Linked DNA regions of Mus musculus: regions 2 and 3 are each linked to region 1. The links are chromatin contacts, called in public Hi-C maps. All regions are on one chromosome and are shown on one strand. Each heading gives the region's core, a stretch centred on a gene start, on an enhancer-like site or on the middle of the called end of the contact. The rest is flanking DNA. Distances are from core to core; before and after follow the strand shown.

Evidence for each region. Hi-C and Micro-C count contacts between places; a contact is called where the count stands out from the background.
Region 2: a Hi-C map of the N1E-115 cell line shows a contact between it and region 1, with 9 times the contacts expected there. The contact joins two enhancer-like sites. A contact is called at or near these places in 3 of 484 Hi-C or Micro-C datasets (the N1E-115 cell line, embryonic fibroblasts and embryonic stem cells) and 1 of 9 other capture datasets (embryonic tail).
Region 3: a Hi-C map of the N1E-115 cell line shows a contact between it and region 1, with 6 times the contacts expected there. The contact joins two enhancer-like sites. A contact is called at or near these places in 4 of 484 Hi-C or Micro-C datasets (the N1E-115 cell line, adipose-derived mesenchymal stem cells, cortical neurons and 1 more), 2 of 115 datasets of contacts at active chromatin or transcription factors (astrocytes and embryonic basal ganglia) and 1 of 9 other capture datasets (embryonic trunk).

The regions. Positions count from the first base shown.
Region 1 is chr5:101,030,509-101,034,752 of GRCm38.p6, reverse strand. No RefSeq gene overlaps it. Among named protein-coding and RNA genes, the nearest start is that of n-TDgtc1, 40 kb to the right of the region's middle. Within about 2 kb of position 1,717, at least 2 of the 459 cell types and tissues checked have an H3K27ac peak or open chromatin away from gene starts, as enhancers often do. A contact at or near this core is called in the N1E-115 cell line, where this site is marked.
Region 2 is chr5:101,494,064-101,498,307 of GRCm38.p6, reverse strand. No RefSeq gene overlaps it. Among named protein-coding and RNA genes, the nearest start is that of Gm42131, 47 kb to the right of the region's middle. Within about 2 kb of position 1,872, at least 10 of the 459 cell types and tissues checked have an H3K27ac peak or open chromatin away from gene starts, as enhancers often do. A contact at or near this core is called in the N1E-115 cell line, where this site is marked.
Region 3 is chr5:101,369,566-101,373,809 of GRCm38.p6, reverse strand. No RefSeq gene overlaps it. Among named protein-coding and RNA genes, the nearest start is that of Gm42131, 78 kb to the left of the region's middle. Within about 2 kb of position 1,944, at least 2 of the 459 cell types and tissues checked have an H3K27ac peak or open chromatin away from gene starts, as enhancers often do. A contact at or near this core is called in the N1E-115 cell line, where this site is marked.

The DNA.
Region 1 (4,244 bases), core at 468-2,967:
TCCCAAGTCATTCAAAGATGGACAAACATTGTGCATCAGCAGTGGGCACCTTCTGTGCTGTTGAAAAGACAGTGAAATAGTGGCGTCAAGATAGCTGGATTCTCGTTCTCTTCAGGCTTAGCAGTGCTGACATACAGCAGAGCTCAGGTGACCTGACATCTCTGGATTTCCTCCTCCGTAAAACAGAGCCAACACTGTATGACCTCAGTTCTGATTCTGAAATCCCGTGCCTGCCACCGCTGTACTGTTGATTATAAAACCACACCAGAGGAAGGCCCGTGGCAGCCTTCACTCTGTCACACCGGGAAGACTTCAGAAGGGAGCATTGATGGCTACATGAACCACTCATATCTACTGAGCCATCTCTCCTGCCCGTTGGATTATTTTAAAACAAGACTTTTTAGTACAGAGGCTGAGAAGTAGAATATTTATTTGAGTTTTGAAATCAGGGGGGAAATACACAGCCAAGCAACTCTGAGCGTCTGGTAGAGGGTTTGTGTTCTCCTCTGTGCATGGGAAGATTAGCGCAGATAATCGCCCACTCCTTCCCACACGACCCTTGCCTTCAGAGCCCCTGGTTTCTTATCCGGGCTTCCAGCTCTTACTTTGCTGGATATTGGGAGTGAGAGAACAGGAGGAAAAGGGCCTGGCAGAGAGAGCTTGATCCTCTGCTGTATTTCACTTTGGTACATTTATATTTCCACCGCGGAGCTCAGAAGTCTTTGGGGAATGTGTATATTTTGGATAAATTTTATAATAAAGACTGTAAATAAATCCTAAATGCTGCTAGACCTGGAAGTAGATCATTAAATTTTTATAGAATCGACATAAGCTTGGGGCCTGACAAATCCCATTTTAAATGCTGAGCATAGCAGCGTCCCAGCACAGCACCAGGCTGATGCCATCCGTGCATTTAATCTCTATTAAGGCCTCGAAAACAATACATTTTAAATAATGTTAAAATTCACCATCACTGTCTTTGGCACATAATTTATTGCCAGAATTCTTGGTATGGGATTTCAAATTTTGACCTAATACATGCATACATGGAATATACAAATAACCCGGGCTCTCTGAATGCAACCGATATAATAACAAATCTCAATGAACAAGAGACACCTGGTGTTTTATCTGCGCAAACACCAGCGATCTAACTCAGTGGCCAGAGGGTCAGTTCCCTGTCTCCTTTGGGCAGGAAGTGTCCATTCTCTTCCAACAAGTGAGCTGTTCTTTCTTTGTGTCCTGCTCCACATGACACCTTATCCCATGAAAAATGACTTACAGGTTTTTCATCTTTTGAAACCATTATCACTGACCAGCCTCTGCCGTGGAGAGAAGATGGAGTGGAATATGATTGCCAAGCCTGCTGCAAAACCTATTACAAAGGGAGAACCTCACAGTCCTCTTCCTACGTTGTCCAGTTGGTGAGATAAATGCCCTGAAATTTGGGCACCATGTCACAATCGACTGTAAGTATGCTGGATCGAGCCACGCCTCCAAGATTTGTGCCAACCACGGCCCGGAGAGCTGGCGAGAGGTGTCCTTTGCTCTCCCAGGGCCTCCTGCCTCACGGCTGGGTCTGCTGCAACCCAGCCACCACCAGGCTGATCCGGGTGGTCCTAGCCGTGAATACAAAGGTGCAGAGTCAGAAGTGAAGCAGTTAAAGAAGCCGAGGCATGTTTACTAAGCCATTTGAAGTTGATAGCCGTCACGGCCTGGCTTTTTTCTCTATCTTCGTAAACCGCAGTGAATTGATGGAATGACCCGGACTTGATCTTCAGGGCAATATGTCTGATGGCACCGCTGGATTGATAAATTGATTCAAAACTATTACCATGGTGAAAAAGCAATAAGGTCATAAAAATTGCATCAGCTGGCTAGGTAAATCCTGGCATTTCACGACAAGTAATGCAGAAGAACCGCAGGAGGCTCTGGGCATGAAGCTGAATGAGGGAGGGAGAAATGACTTTGAAGAGCTCATCATCTCGGATCTATTCTTCCTGCCGGCGATTCATGCCTTCGCATAGTGCCACTTCATTATGGGGAAATAACTGTACACTCCTAGCATATTCCTGGCCTCCCTGGCGGCCCCTGGAGGACCCTTAGCTGGTTAATACCTCATCACGGGCTTCATTGAACACTTTAATCTGCACTTGTGTGATCAATAGAATCCTGGTGTAAATTAAAAGGACAATTTCATGTAATCAAGCCTGTTAATGCTCATTTTGAAAACCATTATTTGTGGAAGGCATTTAGAAGAAAATTACAAAGTGACAGGCTGATGCACTCTGAGATGGTTTGAAAGCAGGCCCTTTTTTTGTGTGTGTGTGACCGTTTACCTGCTCTGGGAGCTCGATGGAAGGAGCGAGTTATTGAATGCAGTGGGGAAGGGAGGGGAACAGAGCCCAGAAAGCAAAGAAGAAGAGCCCAGCAGGAATGTGTGTGTGCCCTGCCTGCTTGCTTGCCTTCAAGCAGGGAAGAAGAAAATGAAATTTTCCAGTGTTCTATTTCTGTGGCAAATTCAATTACTGTGGGGACTTGTTCAAAGCGGTGTAACTTCCAAGAGGCAGAAATTGAAAACCTGGCAGCTAATGAAATGGCAAATGACTAGGAAGTTCAGACAGGGGCCGTCAGTTGGCTCAAACACCTGGAGGAAAACAGCAACTCTCCCCAATGTCTTCCCGAAGCCACTCTCTCATCCATCCCCCAGAGGAGCGAGGAGACCTCCTCTCCCCAGCATTTGACTCCAGCTGGAATAACATGTTAACAGCCACACATTTCTGTGAATCTCTCTGCCACTATCACAGCTCAGCACATGGAGCATGAAATGCAAAATGCAACCAACATGCTGCCTGTTTTTTCTCAATCTGGGGACTTGTGTTGCATATAACGTGTGTTAGACCGATTGCTCAGAAGCATATTTGTTCAAATCTCTTGTAGCTGAGAAATATGCATCTCTCTAGTATATAGGCATGGCATGGCAGTATACAGCTGGAGAATAAGAAATTTAAGACAGCGTCTCTCTGGGTAACTTTGGGTGGCCTTGAACTCATAATCTTCCTGCCTCGGCCTCCCATCTAAACCCACCTCGCCAGGAGAGCTTTATTTGATTGTTGCGATTAGGCCTACACTCCTAAGATTCTAAATGTTCTCAGGTGAGTACCAAAGGTTACACGTTTTCAAACCCTGAGGGTGAACCTGAGAAGATCTGGATGTCTTGCAATGTGAGCGGTGTTGTTATGGATACAGGCACATATATGCAAGGATTTCCTTACATTATTGAACCTGGGATACCAGTGTTCTGACCCAGATAGCATGACATCCCAGCAATGTCAAGGATATGAAATTACAAGGCCTAAGAAAAAGTGGTTTTCGGGCCTGAGCAACTGAAATCTAATTGAAAGCGCTTACCCCGAGCTCGGCTTCATTCACCCGGGCTCAAGAGTAAGAAAATTCAGTATTCTCTTCTCTGCCTTCCCTGAGGCTCATCTGAATACTCCAAAGAAGGAAAATCATTTCCATTTGTCACATGACAAACAGTTCCAGCCAACTCTTATTAAGTTGACACCACTTTACCCAAAGTAAGGTGTGCTTCAGACACAATTCTCCAGGCTAGCAAGTTTCCTGTGACTCTCAGTGCAACTTGTCAGATAGTCAGAGCACAGCTTACTCAAAATATGCTTGCATGTATTTGATTTTATGTGTGTTTGTATTTCAAATAAGCATTTTAATGTATTTAGCCACAAGTAATGTTTTGTTGATGTTGGTTTCTCTCCTAAATGACTCTAAGTGTCTCTCCCTCCCTTCCCATTCCTACATCATGAGGAGGAGAGCACTTGCTGATCTCTTTCTAGGATTCCTTTGCCATCCAGATGCTCACCCAACAACTTGAAACAATGTTTAACTTCATTGTTTGGACTTGGATCATTTTTTTTTATATATTTTCTTGCAAGGACTAACAGTATCCTTGTGAATTTTTGGTTCTAGCACCCTACGTGACCACTGTTTGGGGCCTTGCTACCACCTCCAAACATATCCAATACTTTCTATTTGTTATTATTTCCAAATTCTTCATTGTGCATGCTCATTGCAAGTAGTACTTGGCTACTTAAGGACATTTTCATGCATCTATATGCTGCCTGTTGAGCCTCCTGCCATATTCCCCTGTTCCCCAGTTAGTTCTTTGCTTCCCTAGACAGTCTGACTTCTGCTTTCACATCAAATATGCAGACATTATCTTATCT
Region 2 (4,244 bases), core at 623-3,122, 460 kb before region 1:
CCCATCACCTCCTAGAGGGCCACAGAGCTCACTCAACCTGAAGTGGACATCATTTATTGCCTCGCTTCCCTTCCTTTGCCTGTCCTTGCTTCTGCTTCTCTTAATTCTCAGACCGAGAAACAAGATTAAAGGTTCCCAAGGTAGACAGAATGTCAATACTTTAGCAAGCCACACTTGGCGTCCCGGCTCCCTTTCAGTTTAGTTCAGTTCCAAGAGTTAGAGCGCATCCTGGACGCTTGGGTTCTCCCTTATCATCCCTGGTGGATCCCAGAACAGGGAAGATGCCAGAAAGGGAAGGGTGAGAGGCCAAATGAGAGCGTGAGTGAAAGTCATCTCTTCACCATCCTCTTACCCTTTGCTACCCGAAGCTTCCACAGACGCTCCACGAAGACGGAGTCAGGAGCACGCCAAGATTTCCAGATCCCGACTCAGGCCCCTCCCTCGCAAGGCCGCCTCTAATGTATGCATTGCCTGATTTCATACATGCTGATTGCGTAGCGATTTATTCTACAAGTGCCAAGGAGAAGAGTCACCCCCGGACTAAATGTAAAATCTTTATTCTCACCAATGTCTAAATCATTGTTTTCTCGCGGCTGAGATCATGTGGCACACATTATTAATAGCTCTGGTCTCTCCACCACTTGACACGGCGCTCCAGCTGTCATTCTGTTCCCTGGCTCGTATGATTCTTGCACTGGTGAAGTGCCAGGCCCGGGTCCAGCCCATCAGTCACTGTCACCCACCACCCAGTGATGAATAGCCTGGCCGTCGCCGTGGCGAGGCCTGGGCTCTGATTCACAGGCGTCTGACTTTTACCAACTCGAGCTCACCAGCTGAGGCCTATCCCGAGCTAAGGAAGGCCGCAGTGACCTGGAAATGGCCCCGCCTCCTCTCCCCAACTCTCCCTTGGTCCCTCCCTCCTCAGATTAGTTAAAAATGAAACAAATCCTAATGTGATCATGTCACTAATTATGCATTTAATTCAGTTATAAGGAGCTAATGGCTCCCTCAGTGACAGCTTTTACTGCTAAAAGGCAATTCATTCCTGAAACGGAGAAATCTAATTACACAAAATGCTCCATCCTAATCCTTTCAAAGAATAATCTTATTTGTAGACATTAACATCCCAGATGCTGCTGCTGTTTGTCCATTATGACAGTGTTTGTCCTGAATAATGTATAAATAGCTCTTTCTGGACAGTTGCATGTCACTAAATCAATACAATTTGCTGCCTTCTGTTACATTAAGTCGGCCTGGGCAGGCTGGAGAAAATTAACCTTTTGTTTTCCTCCCCTCCCCCTTTCTCAAAGGGCCTTCAGAATTAGAAATGAGCGAAGGATCAAAGAGGGCCTAGTGAAGATAAAGGAGACAGTGAGGAGAGGCAGGTGTGGGCCACAGCTAAAGGATATAGATCCTTTGGTGCAGATGCTGTGGCCTCGACCACCAGTCATTGGAGGAAGAAGATGGCTGACATCTGTGACGATTGCCCAGAAATTACTCCAAACATGGACTTGGACCAGAGCCCCTCGAGTGTTGATCCTTCGTCTCAAGATTTCTTAATTCAAAGTGACAATTATTTATTTATTTATTTATTTATTTATTTATTTTGGAGAGGGGCCTTGGATTCCGTGTGCAAAGTTCACAGTTATGGTGACCTGCAATCGTGACCATCATTGGCTTCAATGGCCTTGGTCAGAATGCTTTTTACGAAGCCTTGGGCACTGCATGTTTTGTGTAATCTATGGGGGTAACAAAGGATTCACCCAAGGATAATTTCATCTGGTTCACACAACCCTGAAAGGATGCCACGAACCTCTCATCCTAAAGTCGAGGAAATGGAGGTTGGACGAGTTGGCCAAGTGATTGGGACTCCGTTGTCTCCTGGTTTCAGACGCCATCTTTCCACTGTGGTCCCTCAGTTGACAGAACACACAGGGCCTCTGGCTGGCCAGGAAGCTCTCATGGAGCATCCACAGAACTCAGGAGCACATTCGTGTCCACGCGGTATTCTCTGCCACATCAAACACAAGGAGACGAGTTTTATTTGTTGCATGATCATCAAAAGATTGTGTTAGACATTCTGAATACTATACACTCCCTTGGGAATATTAAATAAAGTGGAAAAAGACATTTCTGCAAAGGGCCAGGAAGCTCTTCCACCTTTGTCTCTTGCGCTGTCTCTGCTGCGACCAATCAGCTTGGCAGCTGTAGGACGGGAGCAGAGACAGTGACTGAATGATGGTCATGAAGAGGTAACACCCTGTGCTGTCCAAAAGAGACCCTCAAGGGGAAGTATTTTACAAAGCTATCACTTCTCAGCTTTTTGCTGAGATCAAGGATAGCACATGTGAATGTGAAGCAATTCCGGTTTGTAAGCGTCATGCTTTGCGATGTCACATTTGTAATGTCACAGTCTTCTTCTTGCTCCCGCACTGCACTTTTGTCATCTTAGGTTGTCTTATGAGTGTAATACAGACATCTGCTGCCTTCACATAAATTCAGATGTGTCCACAGAGGTTCCTGAAAATAAAAGCAATATTTAAAAAGGGGGGGTGGATTTGGTGAGAACACCTTGTATTTCTTGCCCCTGCCTTACTTTTCTACTGAATTCACTTTGACTGTTTTAGGGGATGACCAACCATTCAGTCTTATAGTCACATTATGTCCCACTTTCTGGTACCAAAGATGAGATAAGGGGTATGTGGTGTTATGTAGCTATGGGCATTAGGGTCTTCTGTTGAGTTAACTTGCCAGAATCTCGAATAAATGGTATCCAGGAATAATAATATCAGTATCAGGCAGGGCTGTTTCTAAAGGACGAGTCAGTGGTGAACCAGTAACGTTTACACTGTCAGCTTTGAGATATGCTACGGGAGTAGAACAAACAGGTTTCAGGGAAGAAGAGGAAGTCAGGTTTGGATTTTAACTGCTCCCAGAGCTCATATGCTAAAGGCTGATTGACAGCCCGTTGTCCTGTCGGGAACTGGTAGAATCTTCAGAAGGTGAGGCTTCTTGGAAGGAGGTTACATCACAGGCGGCTTTGGGGAGGGACACTGAGGAATAAGACCCCCTCCCTCTCTCTTTGCTGCTTTTTCACCTGAGCTGAGAAACTTGGGTTCATCTGCACTGTCACAAACCCCAAGGCAGCAAAATCAAGCGACCATGGACTGTGAAACTCTGAGTCAAAAGACACTTTTCCTTGCTCACAATAAATTGCTCGGAGCAGATGTTTTGCCGTGTGGATGGATGGGCAGCACCACAGCTCCAGGTCAAAAATAAGGTAAGATAAAATCCAAACCACAAGCCTGCACCTTCGTCTAAGTTGTTGTCAAGCTCACAGCACGCAGCCAACTGTATCAGAGCCCTTACTGTGCAACATTTCTTGATTATTCAAAGCACACAACACAGGTTTTCTTAAAGGCTTGCCACTGGTAGGCACCGATGCATATAAAATGCTGTTTCGCATAATACTTTAATTAACCATGGAGAAGAAATAAGACAGTCTAAAGTTAATCTTATGAACGTAGAAGTTGCAAGGAAAAGTTCTCAGGGATTTCAATCTAGTAGAGCGTTCAAGCTCTGCTTTTTCTGAAACTGAATGGGAACACCACGTGGGGACTAGATGCAGGAGCTGCAGTGGGCGAGACAGGCTCTTGCAGAACTTGGAAGTTTGCTTTTGTGCTTTTTGCTTTAGCGTAGCTCTTGGTCTTATGCTGTATTGCTTTACTTAGGTACATAAGAGTAACTTCCATGCCTCCTTCGTATTTCCCTATACATACACGTGAGACCATCCATTTGGAAAGGAAGCCCATCCCGGCTCACTCTTGGGTAAAGTTGTAGAGCACAGTTCACATATTAGTCAATTCTAAGAATGGGGCTTGATTTTCCAACTATCAATCCTTTGGAATGAACTTTTGTTTAGCATCTTAGGAACTATTATTGAATCCCTGGATATTTATCTTCTGCATTGTCAGACTTTCAAAATGGCTACGGCCAGTCAAACTGACACAAAATGATCCTATTACTTCTCAGAATGTGAGATTTTTATAAGTAAAGTTAGCCAGTCAATTGAAGCAAAGGTTAACCCCAGTTATAATAGTCTCTTCTCTTGATATAGGCAGGACTTCTCCAATGGCGTTGAAAGCTTGCTCTGGGGAAGGGGTAAGATGCAGAACAGAAAGCATTATTTCTGGAAAGTAATTTGTTTGGGGGTGCCCCTTTAAAGCATCAGGGCCAGTGTCACT
Region 3 (4,244 bases), core at 695-3,194, 340 kb before region 1:
AATTGGATCTGATGCTCTTTTCTGGTGTGTCTGGACACAGCTACAGTGTACTCATATACATAAAATAAATAAGTAATTCTAAATGAGTGAACTATTCAATATTGCATATGTAGGATTAGTAAGGAAAGTCTTTACTAACTTAGAATAATAATTCATATATATGTCATATATATATGACAAAAGACCCATCTATTTAAAATAAGTAGTTTCACAGATTGATATTAATATGTATTTTTAAACATGGATATATTTAGACTTGATTATGAAGCAGTTATCTTACAACTAGAGTTCACTAAAATTATTTGTGAAGTCATTTTATCTTAATTGTGACATATTCCACATGATCACAATTATAATGATGTCTGCAGTTAGATTAACAAAGCTACAGCCCTTTTTTTCCCAGAGAAAGTATCACATTAGGAACAATTGAATGGCGAAGACTAGTCTTCAAGTTCCTCAGAGTGAGATTGAAGATCTATTAGCCACAGATAGCCATTCTCTAATCAAAGGTAGGGAGCCACACTTCAGTGTGCTCATGGGCCCTTAGGACAATTTAGTCTACAGCCCCCATGACATTATTGGTGCCTATTTCTATAGTCAGCTCAGCTGTTCTACTCTGAGAATGACAGTTTCTGTAACCTGCCTTAAACCAATGATGTCGTAAATGAAATTCCCTGTTGCTGAGGCCTCTTAGGAGTCATTAGTGTTGTGTAAGTACTCTGTACAGCGGCCTGCTCTGTGGGTGCCACATCTGGCTAGAAGCTATGCTCTTTTTCCTTCTGCCACAACCACAGTATTCAGAGTGAGACCAGCATTCTACAGCTGCAGGTAGATCGTTCTGCCTCTTTGCTGGATTGTGGTATCATTCCATATAAAGTGGGAAGGAGGTGGTGTCAGCCATAGTATGCTCTGTTGGAGTTACAGTGAAGGGTAAGAGGAACAAGCCAAGGTGATGGTGCATTGAGCCCCCTTCTTCTAGAACCTTCTTGGCTCACACCCAGGACCCCTGTGTATTAATTGGCAGGACCCCCCAGTTTCAGTGGGGAGAAAAAGCCTTAACTTCCCATCAGATTTAAGGCCCAGGCTGCCGTATGATAGATTCTACCCTAATATCATTAGCTGTGCAGGCTGCTAATTGTAGTGGTTGCTAATCCATCTGAACAGCCAGAATGATATTAGCTTTCAATAGGATTTACATACATCCAGGCTTGTTTCTGCATCGGCTAGCAATTAAAGTTTAAACTGTTGAACACGCAGCTTGTGCGGGCTAAGTAATATTTAATAGCATTAACAATGCATTTCCTTATTTGCCTCTAAATCTCTTTACAGACTCATCAATTCACTATCACCTTTGTGTGGCACAGGGACATTAGCTCTTAGCCTAACAGCTTCCAGAGGAGGGCACTGTCACAGAGACGAGACAGTGGAAATGCCAGCTGCACACGCCAGAGTCAGCATCATAATTCACACTAAGATTTCTATCTCCCCTCCCGGCACCCTCCGCTCTTTCTCACGCATGCACTTCATTTCCAGGGGATGTTATGGTTTGTTTATCTTTCAGGTCAACTTTTGAAAGACTAGAAATCAACTAATTTGGGTTTAAATGTCTGCAGAAGACAAAGATTCACCAAAAGGTTGTTTGAATCATGCCAGATCTTTCAGGGTTTCAGTGTAAGCTGGGTTAAGCTGTCTCGATGGGCTTGTTCAGGAAAGTTATATTTATATGAAAGAGTATGAAGTCAGGCTAGAACACAATATAGTTTCTCTGCATGATAGTTTCCATGAGGGTTTCTTTGCCCCATTTACAGCCATACCCTTAAGCATCTAGCTCTATATCTAACAGGAAGGAACAAGTATTTCTGGAAGCCATGATGGGTGGGGTTTGAGTGCTGACAATTCAGACCTCCTGATCTCAGCCTCAGGCCCTTGCTGCTTCCTCCCTAGTTCATCATCGTAACCACACCCTTTCCTCTCCTTGTTTCCAGACCATAAACTAATAGGAGGACAAGCCAGAGACAGGGAGGAAAGTCGGATAAAGAGAGGATAAAGGACATTCTAGATCACTCTGAAAGAAAGGGGTAGCTGTTGGGACAGACCACTGGAGGCTCATTTAAGCATTTCTATTCTTCTGGTTCAAGAATTTTGGCATGGTCATCAAAGCTGGTCAGTATCGTTGCTGGTTAGTCAGGCAGAACTTTTTAGAGGAGGCTGTATTTGTTTCCTCTGGCTGTTGAAGCAAAGTATTAAGAGCTGGGTGGATAAAAAAATCATCTCATCGTTCCATGGGCTGGGAGCTGGAAGAGAAGGGCTGTGGTCACTGACAACATCAAGGGCCAATCCTAACGCTGTCTGGAGCTAGCCAGCCATTTTTGTCATGCCTTGGCTTGTTGACCCATCACTTTAGCCACTCCTGACTTCTCCCTGGGTGTCTTCATCCAGTCTTACTTCAGTGTGTGTCTGTTTCTGCATTCCAGGGCCCCTCTGTTTTAAAGACACTAGTCATTTTCAATTAGGGTACATCTTAATGACCTCATTTTAACCTAACTGCCTCTTAAAGCCTTATTTCAAAATAAGGTCCTTTTCTGAGGTACAGGAGGCAGGGTATAGCGTATCTTTTTAGAAGGATACAATTTAACCCATTAGAGAGAGTCATGTACCATCTGAAAAATGGTAATGGGGGGTTTTCAGACCTGAAAAACCTTTATCCTTGAGAAGCAGAATAATCCATATTCTCTGGACATAGTAGTCAATAATAATTGAATTATTTTTCTCATTTCTTGGGCCCTGCCATCTTGTATTTCCCATATCAATTGACTTTTATTATATAATATTCTCTAACTATTTCTCTGATCATTCCTTGTGTTTAGTCATTTTTCTTTCTCATTTATCCCTTAAATTTGGCTATTAGAATTCTCCAGAGAAAAGGAACACCCCCCAGCCCCAATACACACACATTGAGGCATTTGTTACTTATGTACAAAGACATTTGTTCAGCATGGTTGGTTGATGCAATTGCAGAGCCTGGGAAATGCCAGGATCTATTCATTGGCAAGCTGGAGGCTCAGGAAGGCTGGTAGTAGTCTTCTAGAACATACCAGCAGGCTGGAGAATACAAGGAGCTAATGGTATAAGTCCTACTTTGGATCCAAAAGCCAAACTAACGAATCAGAAGCACACACAGGAACAGGAGAACACAGTTGTCCCCACATAAGCAGGAACAAAGCTAGTCTTGGGCATCAAACAATGCTCACTCATTTGATGAGCCAATTGGTCTTACTGTTCATATTCTTCCAGAATATACCCTCCCGCTACACGCACTCAGCAATACTTTCTGAATACTCCTTAGCTCAGTGAAGTTGGTGTGAAATGAGTCTTCACAGAGGCATTCCATAGAGACTGCCATTGACTCTGTCTGACAGGCGAATACTCTGAAAGACATCACTTGTTGCTTCTATGGCACAGGGATCATTGAGTCTGCTGACTGTAACACTGATCTTGTGAGACAGCCAGGTGGACTGATTCTAAGATTTATATTTTTTACCCTGAGCAGGTTACTTAAGGGCCATATATTAATTCAGTTATTTCATTTTGAAGTAGTTTAGCGTTCACATAGAATGACGAACAAATGTAACGTTAGCGCTCCCTTCTATGGATGTTGTATACTTTGCTTCAAAACACAAAATCCTACATCCATTCTTGGACTGGATTTATGCCAGCTATTATTGGATGCACTAGATTGAAATGAGTGTGTAAATTTACCTTCATATAAATCTCTCTCTCTTTGAAAATTATTTACTGAAGTTTTAACAAACTTACCAACTTGATGACTTATAAAACGTTAGAAGATCATCTTAGAAGAACAAAATGTTCCTTGAAATGATACTTAGTGTGTCCTCATGAGCTACCTTTAATGATAATTCCACGAAACAGAAATCTACAGGTAAATACTCCTGGTGTTTATTAATTAAACTTTTAAAACATAAAAAGGAAAAATTCTATTTTTCCAGTGGGGTCAACTGCACCACTTGCACACAGCAGACAAGGGCTCCATGCAGAGGTCCTCACCCGTGAGAGACAAGGCCAGGCGAGCGGCTTTCTTCCCGCTTCTCTGTAGATGAATTAGCCATGATCTGGGGTCATGTTAACTTTGCCATTTTTGTACAAAATCACTTAATAAATTGATTGGGACCTTATCTGGGTGTCAGTGTCACTCCACTTTTAGAGATGTCCAAACTGTTTAAATA